Regions from separate parts of the Bombyx mori genome. Here region 2 is linked to region 1. Evidence: chromatin contacts called from public Hi-C data. All regions are on one chromosome and are shown on one strand. The core of a region is the stretch at or near the end of the contact, and the rest is flanking DNA. Distances in the headings are between cores, read along the strand shown. Region 1 overlaps COPA (coatomer protein complex subunit alpha). Region 2 overlaps LOC101738149 (disintegrin and metalloproteinase domain-containing protein 12).

The links. A called contact is a pair of places that touch in the nucleus more often than the background predicts.
Region 2: a contact with region 1 is called in a Hi-C map of middle silk gland, with 1.9 times the contacts expected there. The contact joins two enhancer-like sites. A contact is called at or near these places in 3 of 7 Hi-C or Micro-C datasets (middle silk gland, posterior silk gland and whole pupa).

Annotation. Positions count from the first base shown.
Region 1 is chr26:3,500,759-3,508,492 of ASM3026992v2, reverse strand. COPA (coatomer protein complex subunit alpha) reads left to right here. Exons shown (of 21, transcript NM_001172721.1): 5 at 727-890; 6 at 1,602-1,739; 7 at 2,774-2,860; 8 at 4,178-4,373; 9 at 5,587-5,739; 10 at 6,539-6,759; 11 at 7,657-7,734. Among protein-coding and RNA genes, the nearest start is that of COPA, 7.7 kb to the left of the region's middle. Within about 2 kb of position 4,247, at least 3 of the 8 cell types and tissues checked have open chromatin away from gene starts, as enhancers often do.
Region 2 is chr26:3,742,660-3,750,393 of ASM3026992v2, reverse strand. LOC101738149 (disintegrin and metalloproteinase domain-containing protein 12) reads right to left here. Exons shown (of 17, transcript XM_038020719.2): 11 at 6,490-6,608; 12 at 5,454-5,614; 13 at 4,002-4,099; 14 at 1,083-1,197; 15 at 176-271. Among protein-coding and RNA genes, the nearest start is that of LOC134201472, 9.6 kb to the right of the region's middle. Within about 2 kb of position 3,938, at least 3 of the 8 cell types and tissues checked have open chromatin away from gene starts, as enhancers often do.

The DNA of each region.
Region 1 (7,734 bases), core at 2,998-5,497:
ATACCTTATTAATAAATAAGCATATGTACATCTCTTTAATAACTACTAGATTAATGAACCAAATTAAATAAAGAAATTATTTTAATTTAGGAAAATTATTAAATATAAACAAAGTGCCATGCCAACCCCACCTAGTGGGATAAGATGGAGAAAAAAAAATTAAATATAAACAAAGTCAGTCTGTTCAAGAATACGGAAATTATAAGCTTCATTATATCATCTGGAATAATGACGTCATAGTTTATAGCCGCCTAACAAATTAGCGAAAATCGATTTGCAGGAAAGTGACAAAGCATTCTGTCTGAGTCCGATTAAAATATTTAAAAGCTATCTGTCTGAAAACCTTATTTATTTTAATTATTTCATAATAATAAATGATAAACTATTTCATGCAGCGCAAGACCAGTCTTTGTGGCGAGGCTTGGGGGAGGCCTATGTCCAGCAGTGGACATCCATGGGCTGATAGAATAGCATAGAAAAAAAAACTATTTCTACAATTCATATAATAATGTCCAATATGTTTATACTAAATTTCTAATAAACTTGAAGTTGAGTACTGAATGCCGAGACTAGCTGCTATCCACAAAATTACCTCTCAAGATCACTTTGCCAATGATATACCACCACTTCCTAGAAGTAAACCACCCTCACCAAACACCTCAGTGGTTCCCCACATGCAATGATGTACTCAGAGTTTACAACTTGAATTATATGCCACTTTTCCAGGCCTGGGAAGTGGATACATGTCGCGGCCACTACAACAATGTCTCCTGTGTTTTGTTTCACGCGAAACACGAACTCATCATATCTAACAGCGAGGATCTTTATATCAGAGTTTGGGACATGTCTAAAAGGACCCTCCTGCAGTCCTTTAGAAGGGAACACGAGAGGTAAACGAATTATTTTATCGTGAAGCTGGTTTGATCTTCTTTCTCTTCAGGTCGTAAACGGGATATTTTTTAGAAATTTCAACTGTTAACGTATGGGTTTCCGAATCTTAATAATTAGACCTGATTTTCGAAAATTGGAATTTCCTAAAAAATTGGATTGGAAATTGGAATTTTCTTAAAAACTTTACAGGGGTAACAAACAAAATTTATTTTTATGGCGTAATAGGTTTTGGCAGAGGGAGGAAGAGGGGGGACAGCCGTTAGTAAAATACAATTGCGTCTTCGATCTCCATGTCTATGGGTTGCGGTAACCACATAACCTTATGTTAGAAATGGACATTGAAAAAAATGGGTGCGGCATTTTTTCGAAAAGTATTGATATTGTACCTCCTCCTTCGATCGGTCATTGCTGAGCATCGTGATGCGCCCGCCTGTGACCTTTTTTTGTAATTTGTAGCCACTTTTGTCAGTCAGTGGCACAGTGAAGTGCGTGGCTCAGTCTCATGTTCAGATGCTCGGACACTTGGTCACTCCATATTTTTCGGCTCCGACCTCAGGATCGTCTTCCATCTACTTTACCCGTCACTATGAGTCTCTCCAGGTTGTCAGAGGGTTTTCTTGCTATATGACCAAAATATTGGAGCACTCTCTATATAGGCATTTGGTGGATATTGTACATTGGAAATTGTACAAACAGTGTCAATTTGACAGGTACTGGGTGTTGACGTCCCACCCCACGCTGAACTTGTTCGCGGCGGGACACGACGGTGGGATGGTACTCTTCAAGCTGCAACGTGAGCGTCCAGCGTATGCAGTTCACAACAATATGCTGTTCTACATTAAAAACAGGTACAAGAGTGTAATCTTGATACTTTTTTTTATTGCTTAGATGGGTGGACGGGCTCACAGCCCACCTGGTGTTAAGTGGTTACTGGAGCCCATAGACATCTACAACGTAAATGCGCCACTCACCTTGAAAAGTAAAGTTCTAAGGTCTCAAGTATAGTTACAACGGCAGCCCCAGCCACCTCAAACCGAAACGCATTACTGCTTCACGGCAGAAATAGGCAGGGTGGTGGTAGCTACCCGTGCGGACTCACAAGAGGTCCTACCACCAGTAACTCTTGGGCCCGTGGACTCGTGGGCCCGTCAGCACAGGAGGCCACAGTCGGCACTGTACTTCAGGGAACATTGAAATATGTGAACTCCATTGTTGACTTGGCATCATATTAATCATACAGACGGTTAAATTACTTAAACAATGGAAGATTACAATAATAATTAGTGATTAAAATCTAATAGGTTTTTGTCTTTTTTTTATCAATATAATTTGAAAATGGTTTATTTTGACAACTATCAGCATAGAAGGTTACAGTGGGCAATGTACTTCAGGGAACATTGAAATATGTCCCATTGCATTGTTGACTTGGCACCATCTTAATCATACAGACGGTTAAATTACTTAAACAATGGAAGATTACAATAATAATTAGTGATTAAAATCTAAGGGGTTTGTGTTTTTATTTTGATCAAGTTTATTTGAAAATAGTTTATATTCATAATTATCAGCATAGAGGGTCACTCACGGTGGGCACTATACTTTGGGGAACATTGAAATATGAGGATTTCGGTCTTGACTTGACTTGATTTTAATCATAAAGACGGTCAAATTACTTAAATAATCAGTGATTACGATAATAATTGGTGATTTAAATCTAATGACATAATACTTTTTTGTGTGTGTTATTTGTAAATATGGTTTAGATTTACAAATCCGTTCAATAAATTTTTTTTTAATGTCAATATTACATTAAAGAGGACAACTTCAGTCGAGTTGAGTCTAGTTAGATTATATAATGAGATGAATTGTGTTGTTTTTCCAGACACCTCCGTAAGTTAGACATGCTGACCAACCGGGACGCCCCAGTTATGCACTTGTCGAAGGGCGGTGGTCGCCAACAGCCTTACAGGTGAGTTTTTAATGAGAATTTAATTCATGAATAACGTACCGTTTATCTTCACGCTCGGAGCGGGTACTGTGTGACAACATAAATTGTAAAACCTGTGCGAGAATTAGGAGAGTAAAACATGTTTTTTTTTTTTATAAAATTTCCAACCTGTAAGTGAGATTTTTATTTATTTCCTAGACGGGCGGACGAACTCACGGTCCAACCTGGTGTCAAGTGGTGGTGGAACTCATAGACATCTACAACGTAAATGCCGCCATACACGTTAAGACATCAGTTCTAACTCAGTTTTTATAGGAAAATAGCTGCCCTACCATTCAAACCGAAACGCGATACTGATTTACGGCAGAAATAGACAAGATGATGATACCTACCCGTGCGGACTTACAAGAGGTCCTACCACTAGTAATTACGCAAATTATAATTTGGCGGGTTTGATTTTTATTACACGATGTTATTCCTTCACCGTGGAAGTCAATCGTGAACATTTGTTAAGTACGTATTTCATTAGAAAAATTGGTACTCGCCTGCGGGATTCGAACACCGATGCATCGCTCAACACGAATGCATCGGACGTCTTATCCTTTAGGCCACGACGACGACACGACGACGTGTAGAATTTTTTATTTTTTTAAATATTGCCTTAGCAGGCAGACGAGTATACGGCCCACCTGATGGTAAGTGGTTACCGTCGCTCATGTTCGTCAGCAATGCCAGGGACAGAGCCAAGCTGCTGCCTACAGCTTAAAATTTATTGATAGGTCAAAGTTATCGATAGGTTACATAATGTGGGCGTTGTATTGGTTGTTCCGGTATATTTAAAGCTTCGTCAAACAGAACGCGTACTTAGCGCTGCGTTTTAACGTCGCGCTCTTTTCATGTCACACAAATTGACTAGATGAGCCCAACGCTCCTTGACGCAACGTAACATTCGCCAAATCATAGTGCCTTTCCATAGCAGTGTGAAAATTTAAAAGTATAAAGATGTCGAGTGATTCAGATGTGGCATTGTATAAGCATGGGTATTTTCTAACTAATATTATCAATTTTTCGGGCATTATCCAGTATTTTAATACACCTTCACTCGGACGCTAAAATTAAGTTTGTAAAAAATTACAACGCCTGACGTCAAAGCGTGCTAACGCCTTGACAGGGCGTTGCGTACTGCTAGCGCTGGGTGGCTGGGCCTCTGTTTGACAGTATATTACCATAGTAGTGCAACACATCTCGGCGTCATACCGCGCCGTCAGTTTAGCGTTGTGACGCGCGCTAAGTACGCGTTCTGTTTGACGAAGCCTTTACGGTGTTTTATGCGCTCAGCATGTCGTTGAACCACGCCGAGTGGTGCGTGCTGGTGACGTGGCGCAACGGTGAGAACTGCTCTTACGAGCTGTACGCCGCGCCCCGGGACCACAGCGGCGCCGTGCCCGAGGGTACGGAGCCGGCCAGGGGGCAGGCCACCACCGCCATCTGGGTCGCCAGGAATCGATTCGCCGCACTAGAGAAGAACAACCAGGTAATCGGTAGGCAGCGGCTTGGCTCTGCCCCTGGCATTGCTGAAGTCCATGGGCGACGGTAACCACTCACCATCAGGTGGGCCGTATGCTCTTCAGCCTACAAGGGCAATAAAAAAAAATTGCTTGGTTTTTAGATTGTTTGTTGATTTGTAAATTGGTTTATTGTTTGAAATGATCCCAACATCTCGTTCTTACCATCGCACCGCCCGCCACCGGAGTAGAGTTCATCCATACTACCTGGAGCCACTGCGGTCATCCACAGTGCGTTTCCAGATACATTTTTTGCCACGTGCCATCCGGCTTTGGAATCAGCTCCCCTCCACGGTGTTTCCGGAGCGCTATGACATGTCCTTTCAAACGAGTTTTTTTTTTATTGCTTAGATGGGTGGACGAGCTCACAGCCCACCTGGTGTTAAGTGGTTACTGGAGCCCATAGACATCCACAGCGTAAATGCGCCACCCACATTGAGATATACGTTCTAAGGTCTCAAGTATAGTTACAACGGCTGCCCCACCCTTCAAACCGAAACGCATTACTGCTTCACGGCAGAAATAGGCAGGGTGGTGGTACCTACCCGCGCGGACTCACAAGAGGTCTTACCACTCGCCACAAGGTGGACCGTGTACGCGTCTGCCAAAAAGAGCAGTAAAAAAAAATGCAACTCGCTGTCGCATTAACGAATATAACTATATAATGCGTTTCAAATAAGAATTTGCATGGACCTGCGTCATATTGTGACGTCATAGCTGTCAAATCGAAAAAAATTGGTAAAGTCAGTAAAAAAGGTAGGAATTTTAAAATATTTATTTATAATCCAAACCTTCGAGATTGCCGATTTCATTCATCCTACTGCTTGAGTAATCATCATCATCTTCGTCCCATACATAGATTATAGGGCCCGACAGTGTTGCAGCCTTAATTTTTAAATAGGTGGAATTATTTTTTTGAATATAATCTAAATTCATGTTTAATTTACCTCGACCAGTACTCAAAATTTCATGAAAATTATATAGGATAGTATTCATAATTATGCAAAAAATTGACTAAAAAAAGAAGATAATTTTTTTGTTGTCGCTGTCCATATTTTTTACTGCAAAAGGTCATTGACGTGCACATTTTTATTTTAAACGCACTGTACATTGGTTTTTCATTTCATTGATCATCTTATCAGGCGTCTAAATGTTTTACGATAATCTCGCATCCCGCCACAGCTTGTGATCAGGAATCTGAAGAACGAAGTGTCGAAGAAGATCTCGACTCCGACTTGCGAGGAGATCATGTACGCCGGCACGGGGATGCTGCTGCTACGCGAAGCCGACTCCGTGCAGCTGCTCGACGTACAACAGAAGAGGACCATTGCTTCCGTGAGTAATATTTGGGTTGTTACTGTTACGGTACGTGAATGCGTGCAAGCGTGCGTGCATGCGTGCGTGTATGCGTGCGTGCACTGTGGTAACTGCTATATTATTTTTGAAATTGGAATGTACTGATTTTTTCTTCCTACCTATTCATTTGGAGCTTAAGGGTCTATTCCAGCTAAGCCCGGATGGGTAGGTGAGCTCACGGGCTCAACCTGAGAGAATTTGCTAACAAGAGCAAGCAAGGTCCTAGCAAGATCAGTGCTTCGCTGAATTTTTTTATTTTGAAGTGAAAACTTCTTTAGAATCGTTGTGATTTCAAACCGGATGCAACGGAAAAAACGACAGGTAAGAGACACAAATACAAAAATGTGTAGGATGAAGCCAGCAAAGAATGAGATAGAAATATACATACTATTTAATACAGCGCCATCTGTGAGATTTTTTAATACTAACGTGTGTATGAAAGCTCTTGTAGTGAATTTTAATTTAGGATTATACGTGAAATTAAAATATCAATTCATAGAGGGCGCTACCTTACAATTATTTACTAATGACAAAATTTTACATATACTTAAGACGTTTAGGATAATTGTATTTTAATTTTGGAAGGTTTCACTTCTACCACGTGTGAATTGCACACATGTATTTTTATTTTATTTTTTTATTGCCTTTGTAGGCAGACGAGCGTACGGCCCACCTGATGGTAAGTGGTTACCGTCGCCCATGGACTTCAGCAATGCCAGGCGCAGAGCCAAGCCGCTGCCTACAAATAACATAGCTAATTTGAATTACATATTTTCAGGTGAAAGTATCGAAATGTCGTTACGCCATTTGGAATACCGATATGTCAATAGTGGCTCTGTTGGGCAAGCACACGGTCACACTATGCACCAAGAAGCTGGAGCAGCTGTGCTGCATCACCGAAGGGGCCAGAGTCAAGTCCGGCGCCTTCGACGATTCCACACCGCAGCCCGTGTTCATATACACCACGGCAAATCACATCAAGTACTGCTGTAAGGACGGGTGAGTGTCTTCTGGTCAGTAGAATCGCTAGGATGTGCTGGAAGTAGTGGTACATTCCAGTTTGAAGGAACGATTTATCGCCTGTGCTCATGTTTTAAAATCTCTATGGTCTTCGCTAACCACAATGGCGACTGTCAAAGAAAACGATGCAATGTTTTTTTTCTTTCTTAAGCTATTGCATAGCTTTTATCGCGGGCTTTGAGCGCGGCGACTAAATCAAGAAGTTCCGTAACGAAAATAAAACCTAACACCCTCCACTCCGCCTACCATGTAGCTCGCGTCTAACACATTCACACGTTGCGCTTGTGTAGTGTTTGTAAATAAGCGCGCGGCGTGACGTCGCACTGCATGCGCATCATGAAAAGTCTGCCCATCTCTCTCTCGCGCGTGGTCTAGCTTATGAGTTGAAGGGGAGAGTTAATGTTTTGCTTTTGTTAATGTTTATAAATATAGCGTATTCTTATTTTATTATTATTTTTAATATTAAATTATCATTGTTTAATTATAATGGCATAAGTTGATAAAATATGCTATGCCATAGCTTTACCGCGACAGTCCCCGAGTGCCACACGTGTTTTTTTTTTCTACATATTCTATTAACCTCGAGGGGTTATTCTAGATTCACCGAACTATTAGGTGAGCTCACGCGGCTCAAACCGGAGTACTGCTAACACTGGCTCTACCAAGAGCAGTGCTTCACAGAATCTACCACCGAATCAGAAACGCGACCCACTGAGAAGATCTGACGAGAAACTCAGTGGGCTGTGTCTATGGGTTAATTTACTAGTCGATGGGTTCGACGAGGACGGTGACCGGTGCTTGAGGTACCTAAAAGCACCGTTAATGGATCGGGAGGGTCCGTAATGACGTGAGTTTTTGTTGTTGTTTTTCCCACAGCGATTACGGCATCATCCGCACTCTGGACGTGCCCGTGTACGCGGTGCGCGTGCTGTCGACGGAGACGGGCGCGCGCGT
Region 2 (7,734 bases), core at 2,689-5,188, 240 kb before region 1:
TTTTACTGAGATTATATTTCATCCCATATCATCTCATTTCATTTCATAATATCATTTTTCATTAAAAAAAAGTTTTCATTATAATGAAAATAAGACTTGACCTAAAGGTCTTAGTTACCAGTTCATAAAGTCCCTTAAAAAAATTGACTCTTTGAGTGTACGTGTAGATACTTACTGGTCGGGTCAGTGGCCGGACCGGAGTCCACGGAGCCACCAGGGCCGGGCAAGGCACACAGTGGCGGCGCGAATCCGGCTTCACAGTGACAGTGACCTGTCGAACAAACGCGAGGCGATAACTCGATATCGCGTGCAAATATTTACGGGTCGACTCAAAAGGCCTACGTCTAGGGCTGCTATTTTTATTTTTTATAGATATGTGGACGAGCTCACAGCCCACCTGGTGTTCAGTGGTTACTGGATCCCATAGACATCTACAACGTAAATGCGCCACTCACCGTGAGTTATAAGTTCTAAGTTCTCAGTATAGTTACAACGGCTGCTCCGCCCTTCGAATCGAAACGCATTACTGCTTCAAGGCAGAAATAAGCAAGGTGGTGGTATCTACCCATGCGAACTCACAAGAGAAAAGTATCCGCAAATTGAAGAATCAAAAACAATGACATATATTTTATATGGAGGGTAGATGTAAGGAGAATCAACTGTGTATATGAAATGTGTCCGTCTAAATGTATTAAATTAGGGTGGCGCCACATTAGGGTAAACTTAACGGAAGCGCCAAATATTATATAAGTTTATTTATTTATTGCTCCTGTAGGCAGACGAGCATACGGCCCACCTGATAGTGAGTTGTTACCTTCGCTCATGGACATCAGCAATGCCAGAGGCAAAGCCAAGCTGCTGCCTACCGTTAAATACTTTGATAGATACTTTTTCATAAATGGAGTGTTAATAAATCAATAATCTTACCATTCAGAGTTTACGAAATAAAATCACTCACACAAATAAATTAAAATAAGACATGACCTAAAGGTCGTAGTTACCAGGTCATAAAATTCCTTAAAAAAAAAGATGACTCTCTTTACGTCTACCCTCCATAATATTTTATTGGCTCGTGTACCCACCCTCGGAGTTACAGACGCCGTGCCCGGAACAGTTGGACGGGCAGATCGACGAGTGCTTGTTGACTATCGTCTCCCGGACGGACTCAACGGACACGCACCTTTGTTTCAAGCACATCTGAAAAACGATTATCGAAGGGAACCCTTTATTACAAGATCATGCAGTTCTTACATTTTTGAAGTGAAACTTCTTTAGGCGCGTTGAAAGTAAAATTAAACTCGCGATAGATTCATTATGGCTAGAGAATGAAGATACAATTTAGGAAGAGTGAGAGTGAGAAAATAGGCAGAGCCTCTCGCGAACCACTCGACCGTGGAGATAGGGAAAGTACAAAGAGAGCTAGGTCGTTTTTCTTAAGCACACCATTCCTTATTACAAGAGAAATTTGATTTACTTAAGGATGAAAAATTAAGAAAATCACAATACTACACACCGCAGAGAAGTTTCACTTCTTTCACGTGCACCAAGTTGCACGCGCACTATATTTTTTTCGCTGCTTAGATGGGTGAATGAGCTCACGGCCTCCCTGGTGTTAAGCGGTTACTGGAGCTCACAGATATTAGCATAACGTAAATGCCGCCACACAAGTTGAGGCATGAGTTCTAAGCCTCAATTTTAACAGTACAACGCCTTCCACGGCCCTTTAAATCGAAACGCATTACTGCTTCGTGACGGAAACAGGGATGACGGCGGCACTTACCGGAGCGGGTTTACAATGCACCCCAGCGCCAGGTATTACGCAAATAGACCAAAAATTGCGAATATCAATTTCATTACACGACTAGTATTCCGCCCGCGGTTTCGTTAGCGTGGAAACCCCTTTCTTTTTATATAGCACCGCGATGGTCCAGCAATCTTATCTAACGTATTTAGAAATTGTATAAACAAACCTTCCTCGTTTATCGCTCTTTCCATTACCGAGAGTCGTACGAAAATCACCTGCATGCGTTGAAAGAAGAAAGCGGAGAAAGAGATAGTTAGACAGCGGAGAAAGAGACAGATAGACAGCGGAGAAAGAGATAGTTAGACAGCGGAGAAAGAGACAGATAGACAGCGGAGAAAGAGACAGATAAACACCGATCGTGTATAATGCTATTTGGAGATGTTACTCCTTCATCGTGGAAGTTTGTCTCGTGAATATGAATCAAGCATTAGTTCTTTTTATGGCGATTGGTAACTATTTTCGGAACTCGAACACCGGTACAAATCGCACCGGAGTACATTGGGAATTTAGAAATAATCGTTTCGGCAAATTTCTCTCGACGAATTCTAAATAAATGTGACAGTTTTTAACTATTCGATATTCGAAAGCAAATTAGGTTTTTTTTTGACGGGCCAACGAGTTCACGGTCCGTTTGGTATTGAGTGGTTCTTAGAGCTAATAAGCATGGCTACATAAATAACACCACCCATATGGTGCTTCACGACAGAACTAAACATGGCAATTGGACCTACCCATGGGTGATCACAAAGGCACCATACTGTCAGTCAAAGATGAGGTTAAAAATATTAGGGTCTCCCAATTCCCACAATGACCCCCATCCCTATCTGTCTCAATTACCTCAGAACAATCAACTCATTCGGAGGAGCGATTTCCCTAAAACTTGGACAAAGAAATATTCATTTTTTACATATAGTATTAGTTGTTACCAGAGAAAAATTCATATTATTTACCACATTTTTATCACGTTTGAATTGTAAATTCATTAAAAACAGATGAAGGTAAGTTAATAAATAAAGCTGAAATGTTAGTGAAACGGCTTGGCGATGCGGCGAGCACTTGTAAGCGAACGAGAGATAAACAAAATACAACATAATTATTAGTACGTTAAAAGTGATTTTTGAAAGAATCCTTTGTGGTGGTTACTCTTTGTTTATTTTTAGATGGGTCGACGATATCGCGGCCCATATAGAGTTAAACAGTTACCGGAGTCCATAGGCATCAACAGTTTAAATTCCACCACCCAACTTGCAAAATTAATTCCAAGTCTCAGTTCTATAGAAAAATGGTTGCCCCACCCTACAAAGTGGGACGTATGCATGTGGTGGTCCCTACCCGTGCGGGCTCACAACACGTCCTATACCACCACGCTTTTAATTGTGCCTATTCTGTTGACCGTACCTAATACTAATTGGTTTTGAATTTAAATATGTTAGGGACTGAGAAAAGGACTGAGGAAAGTTTTAGGACTCACTCCATAGTTCGTTGATCTTTTCTATTTTCTCACTGGCGAGAGTTATATGTGCTGATTGATCAACGAATCAAAATTTTATCGTTTTTGCACCGTGTTTAAGTTTTACACACACTCTTCGTTTTCACACACGTAGTTTTTACTATAGTGTCAAAAGATGGCGTGGACAGCGGATTGAGAAGGAATAAAGGAAAAGGATCTTTTTTTTCCTACTTAAGCTGAGAGCCTTGAGAGGCTATATCAGCGTAGCCTTAACTAGTAGATGAGCTCACGGGGCTCAACCCTGATGACGTTGCTAACACGAATCCTAGCAAGAGCCGTGCTTCGCAGAATCTACCACCGGATCGGAACGCGACTCACTGAGAAGATCCGGCGAGAAACTCAGTGGGCTGTGTCTGAGGGTTAATTTACTCGTCGAGCCCTAGAACGATGACCGGTGCTTGGGGTACCTAAAAGCACCGTTAGTGGATTGGGAGGATTGGGGGGGGAAGGACAAGGCAGTCCCAACATATGGCAAGCTTCAAATTATCCGCTAGCGGGAAGCGTTATCACGTTTCGCTTCTCGGACACATAGCCTCACCCGCCCGTCACCACAAGCGGCTCCGTCCGGAACCAAACCCTGATCTCTGCCTTGAATGTAGTGCAAGTTGCCGGCGGACAGACAATACGTTATCGTGCCATCTGTGTATACAAACATTACGCATGAGTGCGGCCGTCTGTGCGTCTCACCTTGTGCTCCCCGCAGGCGGCTCCGTCGGGCACGAGGCCGGGATCAACGTCTCCCAGTCCCAAATCGATGATGGCCGTCCGGCACGGTATTATCGTACCTGTGTTCATTCGATTACAGTTCTATTTAAATTACTATGTGTAGAATCAACAACAACAACAAAAACCAACCATAAGCAATGTTTACATTAGTACGGAAAGTACGCAAGAAGTTGTACTTCTGTGGCGTAATTGAATTATTTACCGACTAACCGTATATAATTTTATTCGAAATTATATTTAACTTTAAACATTAATACCCAAATCTTCACAATGAAATATAATTATATGTTACAACGCGCAGTCCATCATCGTATACAAAAAATACACTCTCATTTTTTCCCCCAAATGCCATAAAAAGTACAACTTCTGTTACTTAGTATTTTTTCTCATTAGCGATGGCTTTTTACCATCAAAACATTGCGATATCACTTGCGATCTATGATACGCGCATTGCAGAGGGACATACGGCCCACGTGGTGGTAAACAGTTACCGTCGCTAATTGACATCAGCAATACCAGAGGCTCAGCCAAGTCGTTGCCCCTTCAACCCTGTTTAAAAGGAAGACGAAATCGCCTCAGCAATTTTTCAGCGCATTCCCCATGGAAGTCACCGCGCGACACAAAACGAAAATTCGGTGATCATAAATTTTAATAACATATTCCGTTGCTCAGGGACATCAGTAACAGATTACAAAGGAACAAGCCGCCAGCGGCCGCTGAGAATTAAGAACGACAACATTACCGGTGGTAGAACCTCTTGTGAGTCCGCACCACCCTGCCTATTACTGCCGTGAAGCAGTAATGCGTTTCGGTTTGAAGGGTAAGGCAGCCGTTGTAACTATACTGAGACCTTAGAAATTATATCTCAAGGTGGGTGGCGCATTTACGTTGTAGATGTTTATGGGCTCCAGTAACCACTTAACACCAGGTGGGCTAGAAGATTGCACAAAGTGGGAATGAGTTGCTCGCTCCGGGCATTTCAATATTGTAATAATTGTTACGTTATAATACTCATTGTAAAAATGGATATTTAAAAAAAAATCTAATATGTATTTAAAAAAGAAAGACGCCCGCTGAGTTTCTTGCCAGTTCTTCTCAAGAAGGAGGCTAGTTTTTGTGAATTGGCGATAGTTCTTTTGACGTTCAACAAGTATGTACTTTCATTTATGTTGAATAAAAAAATTTTGATTTGATTTGATTTGGCTGTGAGCTCGTCCAACCATCAAATCAAAAAAGAGTCTCGCGGATTCGGATTTTAAATGAGCTCATTGATGCTAAGTAACGGCTATAAACTCTTTACTGGTGTGAAATAGCACGCCATTCAGAGAACGTTGCTGCCCATTCTCAGATGAGTCCTCGGTCGCAACAGCTCAGTAAGCACGACGGAGCAGGTTACGCTGGGCGATCGCGTACCGTTATTGTTGATGAAAACCGCCGAGACGGCCGCCACCGAGTCCATGCCGAACTCCAGCTTCTCATTGAGGTGTCTGCACTGCAGCAGGCCGCAGCGCGCGTCCTCGTAAGCGCACGGCACGTACCGCTGGGCGGGGCGGATGTAGCCGCAGTTGCCGTTCCTGTTGAGTTAATATTTGTATTGTGGTAGGACCGTTGAAGGTTGAAGTCGCCGTGGCCTAACGTATAAGACGTCCGGTGCGTTCGTGTCGAGCGATGCACCGGTGTTCGAATCTCAGGCGGATACCAATTTTTCTAATGAAATACGTACACAACAAATGTTCACGATTGACTTCTTCACGGTGAAGAATTACATCGTGTAATGAAAATGAAGCCCGCAAAATTATAATTTGCATAATTACTGGTGTTAGGACCTCTTGTGAGTCCGCGCAGGTAGGTACCACCTCTCTGCCGCGAAGCAGTAATGCGTTTCGGTTTGTAGAGTGGAGCAGCCGTTGTAACTATACTGAGACCTTAGAACTTATATCTCAAGGTGGGTGGCGCATTTACGTTTTAGATGTCTATGGGCTCCGGTAACCACTTAACACCAGGTGGGCTGCGAGCTCGTCCACCCATATAAGCAATAAAAAAAGAAAAAAAAGGGGCGCACTGAGAAGATCCTGTGAGAAACTCGGTGGGATGTGTCTATGAGTCATTTTATTCGCCGAACCCTTCGTCGCAAGCGACGGGTTCGACGAGAACGGTGACCGGTGCTTGAGGTACCTAAAAGCACCGTTAGTGGATCGGGAGGATCCGAGATGACGTGTTTTGGGCGACGTCGACTGCTTTCCATTCTTTCCGCAGGATCGGGAATGTAATTACCGGCGGCCACGAAGAGGGGGTTCTCGTGTCGTGCCGCTTTGTCGAAATGGCGCACTGATGCCGACTATAGATACTTACTGACGTGCTGTATAAGCGGACTGCTTCGCGGCAGCACATGACCGACTTTACAGTACATTGCGGGGTCACAGATAACAAATATTATTGAATCACGTACTTGTTCCCTTTGACGTTGGCTGACATGTAGCACTTGTCGTGCGAGCTCTCCCCGGTGACGCCCCACAGCAGCCGGCACTGGTCCGTGTGCGAGCGGCAAGAGCCCTTCACGCAGTACGCCTGCAACCATTCATATTCATGAGATTTCATATTCATTTCATAACCGGTTCGTTCCGGTTTTAATTAATTACCCTCTACACTACTCGCTGCTACTTTTTGGCAAGACAAAGTCAGGCCAATTGGAGTAAAACGATTTAACCAATACGAATCTTAACACGTTGATTGCCACTTAGATCACCGGTGCCCCACGTGACGCACTCAAGTAATTGCGTCGGATTTATCTCTTCTCTGATCTTCTTATTAAAGCGCTGGAATATATACTAGAATCTGCGAATGACGAATCCAAAGATGCACATATTAACAAACAAAGGAAGGCATGGTTAGGCAATTCAGGCGTTTAGTAACAGAAATCGACATAATTATTTCAGTTCGCCGCGCAGGGCACCGGTGACCCACACGGCAGTCAACGTCTTAAGAATAATTAAGAATAATTAAATCGTTGTGTGTGTCTGACTTTGTCTTGCCAAAAAGTAGAAGCAAGAATTGTCAAGAAGGTCAAATAAATTAAAACCGGAACGAACCGGTTACAACTAAATTTAATACTTTTTTTAAAATATCATTTATCTAATTGTTCAACACGTAAACATAACAAAAAAATTACAAATTTATGTTTCTTTGTTTATTTTTTGTTAAATTTTAGTTTTTATAATTTTAACGTGAAACCTATATTTAGAATGAACATCATTAGATTACCACGTACAATAAGATTGGGAGGAATAGGGACTAAAGGTAGAATAGGGACAAATCTGGATGTCACAATTATTTTGTTCAGTTGTTAGATTTAACTTTGTTGAACTGAAAATGACTTTTATTTAGTGTTTAAGAATATTAAATAGTTTAATTTAGTCATAAAAGTTTTGTAACTCAAAGATATTAAAAAGTTAACTACCTAAAGTTACGTACCTACCTAACAACTAAATAGTGCCAGCCCTATCGAAAAACTCTATTGTCCCTTAAGCGACCCGATTCACCCAACGCCTGGATGCATAGGGACAAGTGAGTTTTTGTAACTTTTTATGATTATTCTTTAATAAACTATATCTTAATGCATTATAAATGAAAATTTAAACAAACGGATCAATTATTATCTCCGTTTTATTACTATAACTAAAAAACAAAAAAACGA